Regions from separate parts of the Mus musculus genome. Here all the other regions are linked to region 2. Evidence: chromatin contacts called from public HiChIP or PLAC-seq and promoter capture Hi-C data. All regions are on one chromosome and are shown on one strand. The core of a region is the stretch at or near the end of the contact, and the rest is flanking DNA. Distances in the headings are between cores, read along the strand shown.

Region 1 (2,700 bases), core at 46-2,545, 860 kb after region 2:
AGAAAGAAAGAAAGAAAGAAAGAAATCTGAACATACTAGGTACAGTCCCATTTTTTTTTTTTTTTAATATTTCCTATGGTAGGCCTGGCGGCGGGGGTGGGGTGGGGCTGCTAATACTGTTAACACTAACAGTTCCAGAGCCTTAACTGTGTGCCTGTCATCGTTCTACCTGCTTAATGTGCATTTATTTATTTAAATGACGAGAAAAGCATCAACTGCCTAGGAAAGAAAAAAAGTAGGTAGAAATTGCTTTTGTATTTCAACGAAGAGGTAACACTACAAAGTCGCCAGACACCTGAGTCAATTCTGGGTAGGCACAGTAGAAGCCTCGCATGGTCCACACTGATTATGGGGTATCTGCGGTAGGTTGGAGGCAGCAGAGATATCTACCGGTTAATTCCAGTGTAGGAGCAATACAACAGTGTGGCAATAGCAGCCAAGAGTGTGGGCAAGCATGGTAGCATGGGGAATGGGGGGGGGGGGAGGGAAAGCTATAGGTAGAGGGATATTATTAAATGCAATTTACAGGTTAAAAAATGGGCTTTGAAATGTAAAGATGTTTTGCAAGGGAATTGCGGCTACGAAAGGAAATAACGCGGGAAACAGGCTTTTACAACCTCCTATCCTGACAATCACTGAACTGTGCAAGAGAACCAACAACCTGTCTTCTTAAAATTAATGATAAAAAAATAAAATATGGCTGGAGTGATGACTCAGCGATAGGACATTAGCTCTTCCAGAGGAATGGGGTTTAATCCCCAGCAGTGGCAGCTCACAAATGTCTCTAACGCCAGTTCTAGGGGACCCAGCGTTCCTCTTCTGGCTTTTACGGGCACTGCTCACACACGGTACACAGACACACATGCAAGCAAAACACTCTACACATAAATTTTAAAGCTAAAACAAAAAATAACTACTAGAGGCTCTGGCCCAACTAAGCCTCCTGCAGTGACGGTCTCAGAGCGATACTGTCAATCAAAATTTTCTGTTCCGCACGCCATGTTGACTCCAGTGCGCAAGCGCACAACACGCCATCGTGTCGTTCCCACCACCCCCATCTCGCTCCGCCCAAATGCAGTGGTTTGCAGTGCGCATGCACTCACCGCGTCGTTATCCACGTCTCCGAGGCAGATGGCGTGCGGGAAGAGACTCCCGCTGAAATCCAGCGCCACGCGCTGCACATAACTAACCGACCTCATGGCACTCTGGAGGGCTGAGGTGCCGGGCCACTGCACCAAAACGACCCCCGAGCCCTCAGGACAGCCGTGCACGCGTGTCAGGCCACCGAACCGGAAGTCTACGTCACCGCTTAAGCCTTGAGTTCCGGCTTTCTTCCCCTAACCTTAGGGGAGGAGGCGGGCCTTCCGTGCCAGGAGCTGACTTGATACCTGGGGCTTGACCTTTTTCTCTGAGGGGGATTCAGACCATCCCTCGGGTCATAGTAATAGCCGTCATAATTAACAGCTTTGTTTTCCAACAATTTTTATGAAATTCCCTAATGGAGTTGTCAACGCAATGTAGTGGATTACAACCCACGTTAAAAAAAAAACAAAAACAAAACTTAAGGGGCCAAAAATAGAGCTCAGCAATTAAGAGCACTGGCTGCTTGCTCTTGTAGAGGACCCTGGGAAGATTCCTAGCCCCGACATGGTGCTCGCACCCATCCATCTGTAATTCCAGTTCTAAGAAGTCCGACGCCAGACAACCTCTTCTGGCTTCCCAGGCACCTAGGTGATGCACACATACACATGTAGCAGGAGAGCCACCACAAAGATTTTAAAAATATGAAAACAGACAAAGAGAAAAAGATCTAAGTAGTAAATCGTGTTATTTTGTTAAAGCCTTGTTTTGGGGATATATATATATATATATATATACCCTGGATTATAATGAAAAAATTATGCTGTGTACTTTATGGGCAGCAGTTTGAAAAATACCTATTGCAAAGCACACCTTACATGTATTATTTAATCAGCAAAATTATGTAAGCTTTATTGTTTCTTCAGGTGAGGAAACCATGTTCATCAAGATTGAGTAACTTTGCAGAAAGTGGTAGACGTGAGATTCAAACCAAGATGTCTGATGTAAAATGTTAGAGCTCTTTTGTCACTATTGCAGTTCCCATGGAAGTGAAGGCTGCTGGGATTCTGGACCCGAGGCATGATGTAGCCCCACCCCAGCACAAAGAGACCTGTTTCTAGTGGCCTTACTCTAGTTTAGGTGGGGCCATTATTCTCATGACTGGGGCTGCTTGGGATACTTTCCCTGATAAACCAGGTTCTGCCTTTCTTCTGAGATGTGATCAAGGCAACAGGAGTGTTAGTTAAACTACATGTGGTAGTGCTCGCCTGTAATTCTAGCACCTGGGAGGCAGAGGCAGGAGGATCAAGAGATCAGTATCAGCCTTGGCTGTGTAATTCTATGTCAGCTTTGGTTACATGAGACCCCATCTCCAACAAAAAGTCAATAAAAACAAAAGACACTCGATAGAAATTCCTGTAGTCCTGGCGCTAGGGACGCAGAGGCAGCAGTTCAGGATTATTGTCAATCACATGCAGTCTGAGGCCAGCCTGAAACACACTGAGACTCTCTTAAGGAGGAAAACCCTTTAGTTTTACATGTGCAAGCTAATCTACATTTGGCTTCTCATCTTAGGGGGTGCTGGACCAGAGATGTCCTACGTTCTATGTCAAAGGTGGT
Region 2 (2,700 bases), core at 195-2,694:
TAACTGATTAATAGCTCATGAAGCAGTGAGAGGCAAATGACTGCCATCCCATGAGGTGGTTGTAGGCATGGAAGCCAGCTGGAGCCTGAGAAGGAAGAGGCAGTAGTTATGAGAATGACCATGGCCATGACCTTAGGTGCCTCTGACTTGGTGTCTCTGGTCTCCGTTTTCTCCTCTGTAGAACGGAGATGAAGTGGCTTTGCATCAAGATGAGTCCTGCCGTCCCTCCTTGTCTTGGGCGGTGGTGATGAAAATGCCTCTTTTCTTAGTTTAGCTGATTGAGAAAGGTGAGCGATCCATCTGACACATCCTAGAGACCCAGATTTGCTACCTAGCTGGCTGGGTCTCAAGCTTATGTGTCATCTTGTTCCATTCCAACTCTGGGGGCTGACACAAGCAAGCCTTCTCCAGGACTGAGAAGGGAAAACCAGGGCACAGAGGAGGAGACGCTGAGGGAAGGAATGAGAGGATATTGGCCCCTTCTGAGGCTCCTGCGGTGGGGTGGGATGGTGAACTAGCCACTGGCCGGCTGCAAGCAGAAAGGATACATTGTAGTAATTGGTACCAATGAGTGTGGGTGTCTCTTTGTGATCTGGGTTTAGAGTGTGTTTCTATGTGTGTAGGGTGTGTGTGTATGGGGGCGATGGCTAATAGATAAACTTGCCAGAGGAGGACAGACCTTCTGCTGAGGGGCAGTGTTTGGGGAAAGGTCCCTAAACTGATATTTCATGGAGCCTGGATGGGTAGGTTTCCAACGGGAAAAGAAGAAAGAGGGGAATTCTGGGTAAAGATAGAGGTCTTAGCAGCCAGAAAAGGCACCTGGTATTTGCAACAGGTAGCAGCTTTGGTGCAGAGCTGTATGTTTGAGGGTCGAGTGGCGAAACTGGAAGATGAGCTTACAGCTTGGTAGGGAGCAGTGGACTCGGCTGAAGGGCTATCTTCAAGCATGGAAGTTTTTGAAGATTTATTGAATACTTTGTTTAAAGGCACGTGTTGCATGGACTTTAATTGAGCACGCATTCCTGCCCACCCTAGAATACATAAGATCAGACAAGCATCAAGAACAAAATCCCCTTGGTTTCTAAGTGCAAAGAGAGCAGCTGAAGCCGGTTTTTCAGGGTGAATGAGTTCTCTCTAGCAGGTCCACAAAGCCCAGACTGGTGCCTGGCTTTTAGTGCAAAGAGAGGCTCTGGAGACAGACTCCCTTGGCTCATTGAGCAAGGGTCCTCTAAGGCAAAGACCAGCAAAGAGGGGGCACAGGAAGTCTTGGGCTCCAGTCAGCGACGGCCCCGCCCTCGCCACCCAGACTGCAGGCTTTAGTAGTCAGTCACAAGTTGCTTCGCTAAGCTGGGACACCACGGTATGGTGTAGATCCTGGAGCGCGCGCAGTGGGGCGCTGCTGGGGCTGGACCAGCCATGCAGCCGGAGGCGGGGACAGCGGACCAGATCCGGCTGGCCGGCGAATTCCTGACAGCTGCGAGTCAGAAGGCAGGGGGACAACTCGGACAGCCGCACTGGACGCCCCTGCAGGTAATCGGAGGAAGGTCTTGGGAGGCTTCGCCCCAAACCCTCTGCTGGGCAGCAGAGAACGCACTTCCTGCAGACCAGCAAAACACAAGGAGAGGCTGGCCTGGACTGCATGCACCCTGGGACAAGCATCCCAGCCTTGGCTTCCCCAGGCCTGGTTAGGCCCTCTGCCCTGCACCCTAAAAGGGACTATAAAAGCTTAGGAGCACCAGGGTTTAGAAAGAGCCCCCATCCCCTCGGACCCTTCAGTCACACCCAGACTGTTTTACAGAGGAAACTAAGACTTTATTGGTGAAGTGACTAGAAATTCACACTGCTGGACAGCAGGGGGAGCTGCTGGGAGCCGCTGGCACGTGGGCCCAGCACAGGGGTAAGAATTGCTACCTCACAGGGAAATAAACTCAGAGAGACAGTTAAAAAAAAAAAAAAAAAAAAAAAAAAAGACCAAAAACTTCCCAGAGCAGAGGGAGAGATGAGGTGGAGGGATCCTGGGGTGTAGCTTCCTCCTGATCCCCATTTGTCCTGTGATCTGGCTGTATGACTCAATGACCTTGTGCTGTATCTGTCCCAGATGTGGTGTGTGTGTGTGTGTGTGTGTGTGTGTGTGTGTGTGTGTGCGCGTGTGTATTGTGTGTAAGCACATACGTGTGTACCACATAATTGTGTACCAGAGCACAGTGATGTCTACCCTTGATTTCAGGAAAGTCTCACAATCCACACGTCTTCCCACTAACCACACAACCCCTAAAGGGAACCTGCCCAGTTTGCCTCTGTGGAGGAAACCAGGGATCCCTACTGTATTAGCCTTTGACTTCAGAAGGCAGAAAGTGTCAATGAGTGGCTGTCTACAAAGGTGACAGGCCAAGAGGTAGAACCTGATTGGCACATCGCATAAGGTGGTGAGTCCCTTATTTCTGGAAGAAGCTGGTACATAAGAAGTAGTGTTATCAGTGATGCAGGCAAAGGGGTGTGCAGCCAGGACAGTGTGTCCACACAAAGTCAGAGTTCAGTTTGAGGGGTCAGGTTCATGGCCCTCTTTAGGAGGAATGAATATGCATGTCCTTATGGATAATAGTCGTCTATGAAAGCTACCCTACAATGTTTTGTCTGGGGATGCTAAAAAAAAAAAAAAAGAAATTAAAAAATAAAGAGGTGTGACCCAGAGGTCCCTTG
Region 3 (2,700 bases), core at 108-2,607, 530 kb after region 2:
GTAGGCACGCCTACACAAGGACCTAGGACCCCCACCCCAGCCTGGAACCTCAAAAATACCCAGCAGAGGGCACTGACATGAAGTCATGCCACCATTGCCCCCATCGTGGACAGTGCTTCCACACGGGGAGGCCACCTAGAATGGGGTCCCAGAGAGAGCAACTACCATGGGTAGGGTCTGGGCAGCAACACTAGCTCGATAGGCCAGTTAGAAGTGCAAGGCACACCACCAAACACTCTCATCCCCTACCAGATGCCTACATAGCATCACTAACCAGCGGAAGGCTCTGGCAGCTGGGGCCACCTGGTATCTCCATAGAACAACTAGGGTCCCATCCCTGGCTATGTTTGGGGTACAGACTAATAGGGTACTTAGAGGTAGTAGGTGGGGGTGGTGACAGATCGTGTCCCCATTTCTGGCATCCTGGGAGAATTTCTCTTTCACCCACTAACCCCGCCACGTGCAAAGCTGATCATTACAGGAAGAATAAAAAATGTCCCAGCCTCCGGATCAATGGCCAGTTCAGCGTTTTATCTTGGAAACGTTGAAAATACCCTTGACCTCTCTGAGACTCCAGTTCACGCCATGGGTCTCAAGAGGACAGCCCAGTCCTTGACACAAAACTGTAGGAAAGACATATGAGCCCTGACGCCAGACAAAAACTGCAGACCCAGAAACAACACTCAGAGCACTGAAGACTGAACCTGAAATGGGGTGTGGCTTGGCATCCTGTGGGACTACCCTGCAGAGATCTAAGGCTACACGTGGCTATGACCAGCTGTGGGATGGGGGACTACACCCAGGGGTTGCTGGGAGTAGATGGGCCATGAAATCGGCAGACTCCGCCCACTTCTGGACTCAAGCTGAGCTTCCAGGGAGTTTGCTAGTGCTGTATGTCCCTGCTGCAGGAAAGCTCTGTCCTTGATCTTACAGCACTGCTCTTCCCAGGCTAGTCCTGCCCTAGGCATGACCCCTCCCTCCATGTCTGGCACCAACCACACAGGCTGCCAAGCTGAGGTGGAGGTGGGCAGTCTCAGTTTCCTCAGAGCCCAGTTCTCTGCTTCTGGGCCCCACACAGCCCTGCAACGCACAGCTAGAGTGTAGTCTACAGCAGGAACACCCTACAAAGGGTGTTTGGCCACAGGTAGGGTGCTGAAAGGCCACCTCCAAGCCTGTGACAGTGTCCTGAGACAGCCACTTCTCAAAAGTAGACTGATGCGGCTTCATCTCACTCAGCCTTGCCTCAGAACCATCTAAGAACCTGTGACAAATGTGATTTGAGACTGAGGCAGAGGGCCACATGGCCAGGAAAGCTAGACTGAGTAAAACAACCTGCTGGAAAAAACCAACAGGTTTCCTGCTGCCATCTAGTGGCCAGCACATGGAAGAGCAGGCACCACAACAAGGCCACCAAGAAGTCTCAGGGGCTATATCCCCCTCCCCAACAAGTCCAGACTGAGACTAGGTGACCACAAGTAGAACCCACACAGGAGTCGTGAGTGCCAGATAAAAAAAAAAGTGCAACACCCTCACAAAACAGAAGACCTGCCAGATGTCCATCCAAGGGCTTAGGAGAAAGGGCAGAAAGGCTGGAATGGCGATTGGCCTGAATCGGCAGGCAGCAAAGCATGATGTCAGTCCTGACCATGCCTACTGTCCTGGGTGGCCTTTCCTCCTCTCCTCCTCTGGTTCCTTTCAGCTGTTCTTCCTGTCACTTGCCACAGCCAGGGGCCCCCAGGCTGCGCACTTGTCTTCATGCAGCCCCTCCTTCCCCCATCTGTGCCAGCATCACTGTCTCTTCCATGTCACACACCACCTCCCTCATCCTTCCGCCCTGGGCACCAGTCACTGGCTCACCCATCCATCTTCTCTACTTCTTCGTGTTCACTAGCGGTCGCCCTCCTGTTAGGCAGCTGGCCTCATAGTTCGGCCTACACCTCAGAGACCCTACTTCCAACCTTGGAAGACTGAGGACTCAAAAGAGCTCTAGCTGCTACTGTCCCAAGGCCTCCTTCCTTCTTGTCTTATAGAAGGCCATCTAGCTTCCAGTTTGCTTGTGGGCCTTGAAACCTGAGCGACTGTCAACTCTAAAGCAGCTATCCTGAGAGAAACAGTGGGCCCTCCGGAACCCTGGGCTGTATTGCCCATCCAAGAGGCAAGACAGACATAGTGTGATCTGAGCGCATGCTTCGGTTCACCCCTGATGTCTGTCAAATGCCTGGTAAGTTCCTTCCTCCCGAAAACCTTAACATGCCCCCATTGGTACAACAAAGGATCATTACATGGGTCCTTCTGAGGCCAAAATATCTACAAGATTAACCTACACTAAGATGTCAGTAACTGGTAACTTGGTAACTGGGAAGACAGTGTCGGTCTATCACCCATCCACGCCGCAGAAGCAGCACGCTGGACATGTAAGTGAGGGTGAGGCTATTTTTAACACTGTGACTTGTTTAGCTCTGGGTTAGCCACAGCATGGGGGATGGAGACTCAAGGTCAATACTGGCTCGCACAAAAAGGAAAGCACTTGCCTGGAGCTTGACCTCCAACAAGGTCAGGGTGGCCAACCTCATGTGACACCTTTTGGGAGTAGCTCCAAGGATCACCTCTCACAATGGCAGAGTTAATGCCATTGGTAGCTGAGGAAACTACAACCCAGGACAGTTCTATACTGCAGAGCCAGTGAACTGACCAGGGTGG
Region 4 (2,700 bases), core at 43-2,542, 620 kb before region 2:
GTGAACCTTGGGCTTTGGCTCCTATTTCATGTGAATGCCCCTTACATTTTACCTAGGTAACGCGTTCATATGATTTAAAGTAAGGCTTTTCTCCTTCCTCCTATGTTACATTGTGGTGTTTATTTTGTTACTCCCCCTTATCTCTCCCCACCCCTCTTCCAATAGAGTGTAGCCTCCAGCTCTTAGTACAATACAGGCCTAGGAGAATTCACTAAGTTTATTGTTGTTTGGTTTTGCAGGACTGGGGTTTGAAGCTGGGGGCCTCTCATCTGCTAGGCAATCACTGGACCACTGGGCCATAGTCTCAGCTATATTCAGTCATTCTACTAAATGGATGGCCAGCCTGGCATCCCGGTTGTGATCACAGAGAGATTCCAACAGTCTAAAGGAAAGCAGATAGGAACTGGGGGTCATGTGACAGGGCACCACGGCTTGAGCTGGAAGTTAAATGGGCCTCTCTGCCTAGGGATTTGAGGGAATAGGCACACCTGCTTTTTCTGTATCGCTCAACGTATGACAGCCACTTAACGCGGTCGCTCGCTGTCGCGTTAAGCGCGACTCAAATGCTAGCCTACCAGGTCCCTCTGGAGTGGGGTGACTCAGGGGCGACAGCTGCAGAAGGAGGCCGAGGGGCGGCAAGCGAGATGCCAGGCGGGCTCCTCTGAGCAGCGGGTGGCTCTCACCGGAGACTGGCGACGAGCACCCACCCAATCGCGCTGCCCTCTGTCGGATCTCGTCCTCTCCCGCAACCATGCATGACAGTGGCCCCCATCGTCCCCGTCCTTCCTCTCTGCCCCGCGGGACGTCACCAACCACTCACCTGATAGGACGCACCATGGTGCCCTGCCTAGAGCAGCAGTGCTCTGGAGCTGGGGAGCAGCTGTGGCGGTTTCAATTCCCGCCGAAAACCAGACGTCGCGCTCCACGCCCCGCTGCGCCAGCCCGCCAATCACCGCTCGCCTGCCTGAGGCGGCGCCTGCGTGCTGAAGAGAGGGCGCCTGCGCACACACACCGTGGCCCGGGCACGCCATCCTGGATCCTGTCTGCTCAGACTTAGCTTTTGTTTTGATACTGCACTTTCGTCACAATTGCGATTTGGTACCGAGTCTAAAATACAATATAAAAATAGCGACACGCCTCCAATATTTAGAATGACTAACTTAAAAATAACTGGAACAAAGGGGGTCTTGGATAGGCGTTTTCCTTGGCGCTTGAGGAAAGAGAAACATGAGTTCCGAATCTGCCAAAGTGGATCTATTGGAGGTTAAAAAAAAAAAAGCAAGAAGTCAGCTGACTTATTTGGGCAGTTCTGCGTTGACAGCTCCAAGTGTGCTTTGGTGTCTGATGAGAGAGGTGAGTTCGAGCCCACAGCGAAGAAGCCCCTTCAGTGTGGAGGACCCAATGACGGTATCTGGTACAGACTTAAAGAACAGAAGGAGTCTTCTAAGGGCCATCTAAAGTGCTGGAGTGCAGCTTGCCATTGCCAGTTCAGTGTTTGTGGTCAACTAGGCTTGTCGTTTTGCATGTTGCTCTGACAGGGTGTAGGCACACCCAGAGAATTCGGAGACGTAAACTGGATTACGATGAATTGTATCCTGAGAGCAACAGACCACAGGAACAAAGAGTAACATGAAAACGTGTGTTTTTATTGGTTTTGTTCTGTTTCATGTTACAATGTATTCTAATTACTGTCTCACCTTATGTCGCACCTGTCCCTACTAACTTGCCCATCCCTCTAATCTCTGCATTTCCACCAGTCCCCTTTCTAGATTCATGTCGTTGGGTTTTTTTTGTTTTGGTTTGGTTTTGTTTGTTTTTGTGACCCTATATCTTAATTAGACCAGACTATTGAATTGCGACTACTCATTGGAGCCTGGTGGGGGCACCCGTGGGCACACAACTGAAAAATAACTTCCCTTTTCCTGAATCTGCCCATAGAAAACAGTTCCTTAATGACACATGGGTCATTCTGAGTCGTCTTCTCTCTTCCCTCTGCTGCTGCTGAGGCTAATCTTATGCAGACCTCTGACACTGCAGTGAGTTTACTGCTGTAATGGCAGCGTCTTGTCAGAAGGTGGCATTTTGTCTTCCTCTCTATGATCTGGTTCCTCTATTTTTCCACTTCCTATTCTGCAGTGTTCCTTGAACCTTCACAGAGGTGGTATAAATGCCTTGTTTAGGGCCGAGTCCCCATCCATCACATGTTCTCACCTTGTGGCACCTGGAGTCTGTACATTCATTATAGTTCACTGGAAAGAGACAATTCTCTGATTAAGTCTGGGAGTAGCACTTGTCGTGGGTATAGACATGGTGGTTTGACAGTGTCCATTTAACTGAACAACAGTATTTATGTTCCCCCCCAGGGCCCATCATCTTCCCTGCTATGGGTTTCCAACAGGAATCATAGTGCCAGGCAGGGGTATGCTCCTATAGAGCTGACCTCAAATCCAGTCAGAGCAAATTGGATACCCTCATAATGGTACCCTAGTGCCCAGATGAGCATGTCTTGCCTGGCAGGTTAGTAGAGTTCATAGAGTCCACAGCTGGGTTGGACCAGTAATGAAATTTCTCTTATAGCAGCCTCCTTAGTATCTTCAAGGACCATAAAAGATAGCCAGCAAAGAGGAAGCTTCCAGCAGAGTTCCAGCTTGGCTTTTTTATATCATCAATTGAGCTGTGCAGTGTCTTTAACAACAGAGT
Region 5 (2,700 bases), core at 5-2,504, 840 kb after region 2:
TGTTTTTTATTTATTAATCTTTTTGTTTATATTTCAAATATTATCCCTCTTCCTTGTCTCCTCTCCATGAACCCCCCTCCCCTTTGCCTCTAAGAGGGTGCTCACCCCACTAGCATCCCCCTTCTCTGGGACATCAACCCTTCTTTTTATTTTTATTTTATGTGTATGGGTATTTTGCCTCTGTGCATATGTACATGTATATGTATATATGTACCACGGGCATGTCTGGTGCCATGGACCCCCTGGAACTGGGGTTACAGATAGTTGTGAGCTGCAGACAGTTGTGAGCCACTATGTGGATGCTGGGAATTGAGCCCTGGTCCTCCAGAAGAGCAGCCAATGCTCTTAGCTACTGAGCCACCTCTTCAGCCCCCTTCTTTTTATTTTTAAGATTTCACTAAATTGGACTGGAGAGATGGCTCAGCGGTTAAGAGCTGCTCTTAACTGAGGTCTCTTAACTGACTGCTTTTCCAGGGTCCTGAGTTCAAATCCCAGCAACCACATGGTAGCTCACAACCCTCTGTAATGAGATCAGATGCCTTCTGGTGTGCCCAAAGATAGATGCAGTGTACTTACATATAATAAACAAATTATATATATATATATATATATTTCACTAAATTGAAAGCCTGAGAGTGAACTCACACTGTAGTCCAGGCAGGCCTTGAATTGTGATCCTCCTGTCTCACCTTCCCAAGTAGTTGGGATTCTGATGGGAGAGGACCAAGGTGAGTCACAGACTAACCCAGTTGGAGAGATGTATTAGGCCCAGAACATTCCCAGAATTCCTCATCATGGAATCACTGGGACTTCAGCGTCTAACAGGGAAGATCTCAGAGGTGAGTATTACTAGAACGTTCCTGATCTCTTTGCAATTCGAGAGAGATATTGGGACTGACAGGGAGAGGCCAAGCAAGGAGGGTGGCTGATGGCAGATGGAGGAGAGGTGGGGAGGCCACTCTCATACTGTCCCTCTCTGGCCAGCACCTCAAACCCTAGTAGCAAAGGACAGCAGCATGAGAAAAGAGCTGGGTGGCTGACTGTTCAGAGACTGGAAGGGGACAGCAGAGCCGGTCCACAAAACACAAGAGACAAGGGACATGCATGCCTGCTTCCCCACACATACCAAACATGCGCCCCCACACAATGGCACTCACCTCTCTCTGATGACTTGGCACAGCCTCCTGACAGTTTACAACACCCGCGTGCGCGCGCGCGCGCACACACACACACACACACACACACACACACACACACACACACACACACAACCATCCACCACCCACTCTGAGCAGGACCCCAGAGCTGCAGGCTTTGCAGCCTACCAGCTGCAGGCCCTGCTCGCCCTCCCTCTCCTTTAGGGCTGGGTTTTTCCAGCCGGAACCTCGCTCCCTCTACTGCAATCTCTGGAAACTGGTGTCTGACGCGCTGCTCTCGCCTATTATTTATTTATTTCTTCTTTTCTTCCTGCTGAGACCCTCCTGTCAGAGGGAGAGCCGCAGTCCGGAGACAGAGAAAGGCAGAAGCTATAGGGGGAGCTGGGAGCAAAAAGGAGGTGGAGAGAGACTCCCATACACCCTGTCTGCTTTCCACAGAAGACCATGAGCACCGGGCAAGAGGCCAGGAGAGATGAGGGAGACTCCAGGAAAGAACAGGAAGCTTCGCTTCGGGACCGAGCCCACCTGAGCCAGCAGCGCCAACTCAAACAGGCCACCCAGTTCTTGCACAAGGACTCGGCTGACCTGCTGCCCCTGGACAGCCTCAAGAGACTCGGCACCTCTAAGGACCTGGTAAGGACCCTGACCCTTTCTCTCCTCTTCTTCATATCCTGTGTTTGGGGTGAAGGGAGGTGGTCTAAAGGGCAGAGCCTCAATCTTCAAATTTCTTTCTCCTGTTGAGATGGGAAAGATGTTTCTGCCAACTTGCAGCCCCCCAATCCTCCCCAGATCCTTCATTGGGAATGTTTCTTGGCCTGGTGGCAGTGAGGGTCCCTGGGCTCATAACTCAGCTTCCACCGTTTTCCCCCCTTAAAGCCCAAGGCTATCCTGGGGTAGTGGAGAGTCATGTTGTTCAGCGCAGCCTAGAGGACCCGGGATTCCCAGGGAATGGACACATAAGGACAGTAAGGCCTAGAGGATCCGTCACCCCGGGGTTATGACTCCTACTTCTAGATTCCTTCAAAGCTGCCCACGAATTTGCCCCATTCCTCAGACCTGCCCCCACTTTTGCCCTTTCCCCCCTATCACCCACTTACTGAGGGTCTCCTGGGCAATCAGGGGTTCATATGGCTCTGACCTGGACCTGTCTGTGTCCTTATGTCCCTTCCTCCCAAACCACTGCAGCAATTTTGGCCCCCCAGAGGGAACAGGCCGAGGGTGACAATGAGGAGGTAAGGGGGGCTAGGGTCAGCGTGCAGTCTTTGCCCCCAGGGATATAATGGTTAAGAGCACGGGCTTTGGAACCACCTTGCTTGGGACCAAATTCTGGCTGTAATTTGGAAAGTTGTCTCTGTGCCTTGTTATCTCCATCTGTTAGAAAGGAATAAAGTTGCGAGCATCCACCTGGTAAACAGGTCACCTAGGCTTCCACATACTTAGCACTGTGACATTGCCTAGCTAATAGCAACACTAAGGGAGACGATTGGGAATGCTTCTAGCTATGGGTCCTTTTAGCTTTTGAGTTGCTGGGGCTTCTGGGGGG

What was found. Promoter capture Hi-C pulls out the DNA fragments that hold promoters and counts their contacts. HiChIP or PLAC-seq counts read pairs in DNA pulled down with a chosen protein or histone mark. Capture Hi-C pulls out chosen DNA fragments and counts their contacts.
Region 1: a promoter capture Hi-C map of pre-B cells shows a contact between it and region 2, with 4 times the contacts expected there. The contact joins the promoter of Itfg2 here to the promoter of Cracr2a in region 2. A contact is called at or near these places in 2 of 39 promoter capture datasets (cranial neural crest and pre-B cells) and 1 of 484 Hi-C or Micro-C datasets (CD4 T cells).
Region 3: a contact with region 2 is called in an H3K27ac HiChIP or PLAC-seq map of embryonic stem cells, with 4 times the contacts expected there. The contact joins the enhancer-like site here to the promoter of Cracr2a in region 2. A contact is called at or near these places in 6 of 39 promoter capture datasets (the 3T3-L1 cell line, cranial neural crest, frontonasal cranial neural crest and 3 more), 2 of 484 Hi-C or Micro-C datasets (Sertoli cells and pro-B cells), 2 of 115 datasets of contacts at active chromatin or transcription factors (embryonic stem cells and pancreatic cancer cells) and 1 of 9 other capture datasets (embryonic stem cells).
Region 4: a promoter capture Hi-C map of liver shows a contact between it and region 2, with 4 times the contacts expected there. The contact joins the promoter of D6Wsu163e here to the promoter of Cracr2a in region 2. A contact is called at or near these places in 3 of 39 promoter capture datasets (liver and pre-B cells), 2 of 484 Hi-C or Micro-C datasets (CD4 T cells and regulatory T cells), 2 of 115 datasets of contacts at active chromatin or transcription factors (memory CD8 T cells and microglia) and 2 of 9 other capture datasets (adipose tissue and liver).
Region 5: a contact with region 2 is called in a promoter capture Hi-C map of hippocampal neurons, with 4 times the contacts expected there. The contact joins the promoter of Nrip2 here to the promoter of Cracr2a in region 2. A contact is called at or near these places in 4 of 39 promoter capture datasets (cranial neural crest, hippocampal neurons, maxillary cranial neural crest and 1 more).

The regions. Positions count from the first base shown.
Region 1 is chr6:128,423,615-128,426,314 of GRCm38.p6, forward strand. Itfg2 (integrin alpha FG-GAP repeat containing 2) reads right to left here and starts at 1,296. Exons shown (of 12, transcript NM_133927.1): 1 at 1,104-1,296. The coding sequence starts at 1,199.
Region 2 is chr6:127,559,892-127,562,591 of GRCm38.p6, forward strand. Cracr2a (calcium release activated channel regulator 2A) reads left to right here and starts at 1,445. Exons shown (of 19, transcript NM_001368877.1): 1 at 1,445-1,530.
Region 3 is chr6:128,090,319-128,093,018 of GRCm38.p6, forward strand. It overlaps a transcript of Tspan9 not described here. Among named protein-coding and RNA genes, the nearest start is that of Gm52879, 9.9 kb to the right of the region's middle. Within about 2 kb of position 1,358, at least 59 of the 459 cell types and tissues checked have an H3K27ac peak or open chromatin away from gene starts, as enhancers often do. A contact at or near this core is called in embryonic stem cells, where this site is marked.
Region 4 is chr6:126,938,674-126,941,373 of GRCm38.p6, forward strand. D6Wsu163e (DNA segment, Chr 6, Wayne State University 163, expressed) reads left to right here and starts at 1,293. Exons shown (of 14, transcript NM_138594.3): 1 at 1,293-1,353. It overlaps Rad51ap1 (RAD51 associated protein 1), which reads right to left and starts at 914. Exons shown (of 9, transcript NM_009013.4): 1 at 821-914. The coding sequence starts at 837.
Region 5 is chr6:128,398,512-128,401,211 of GRCm38.p6, forward strand. It overlaps Nrip2 (nuclear receptor interacting protein 2), which reads left to right and starts at 1,255. Exons shown (of 6, transcript NM_021717.2): 1 at 1,255-1,790. The coding sequence starts at 1,602.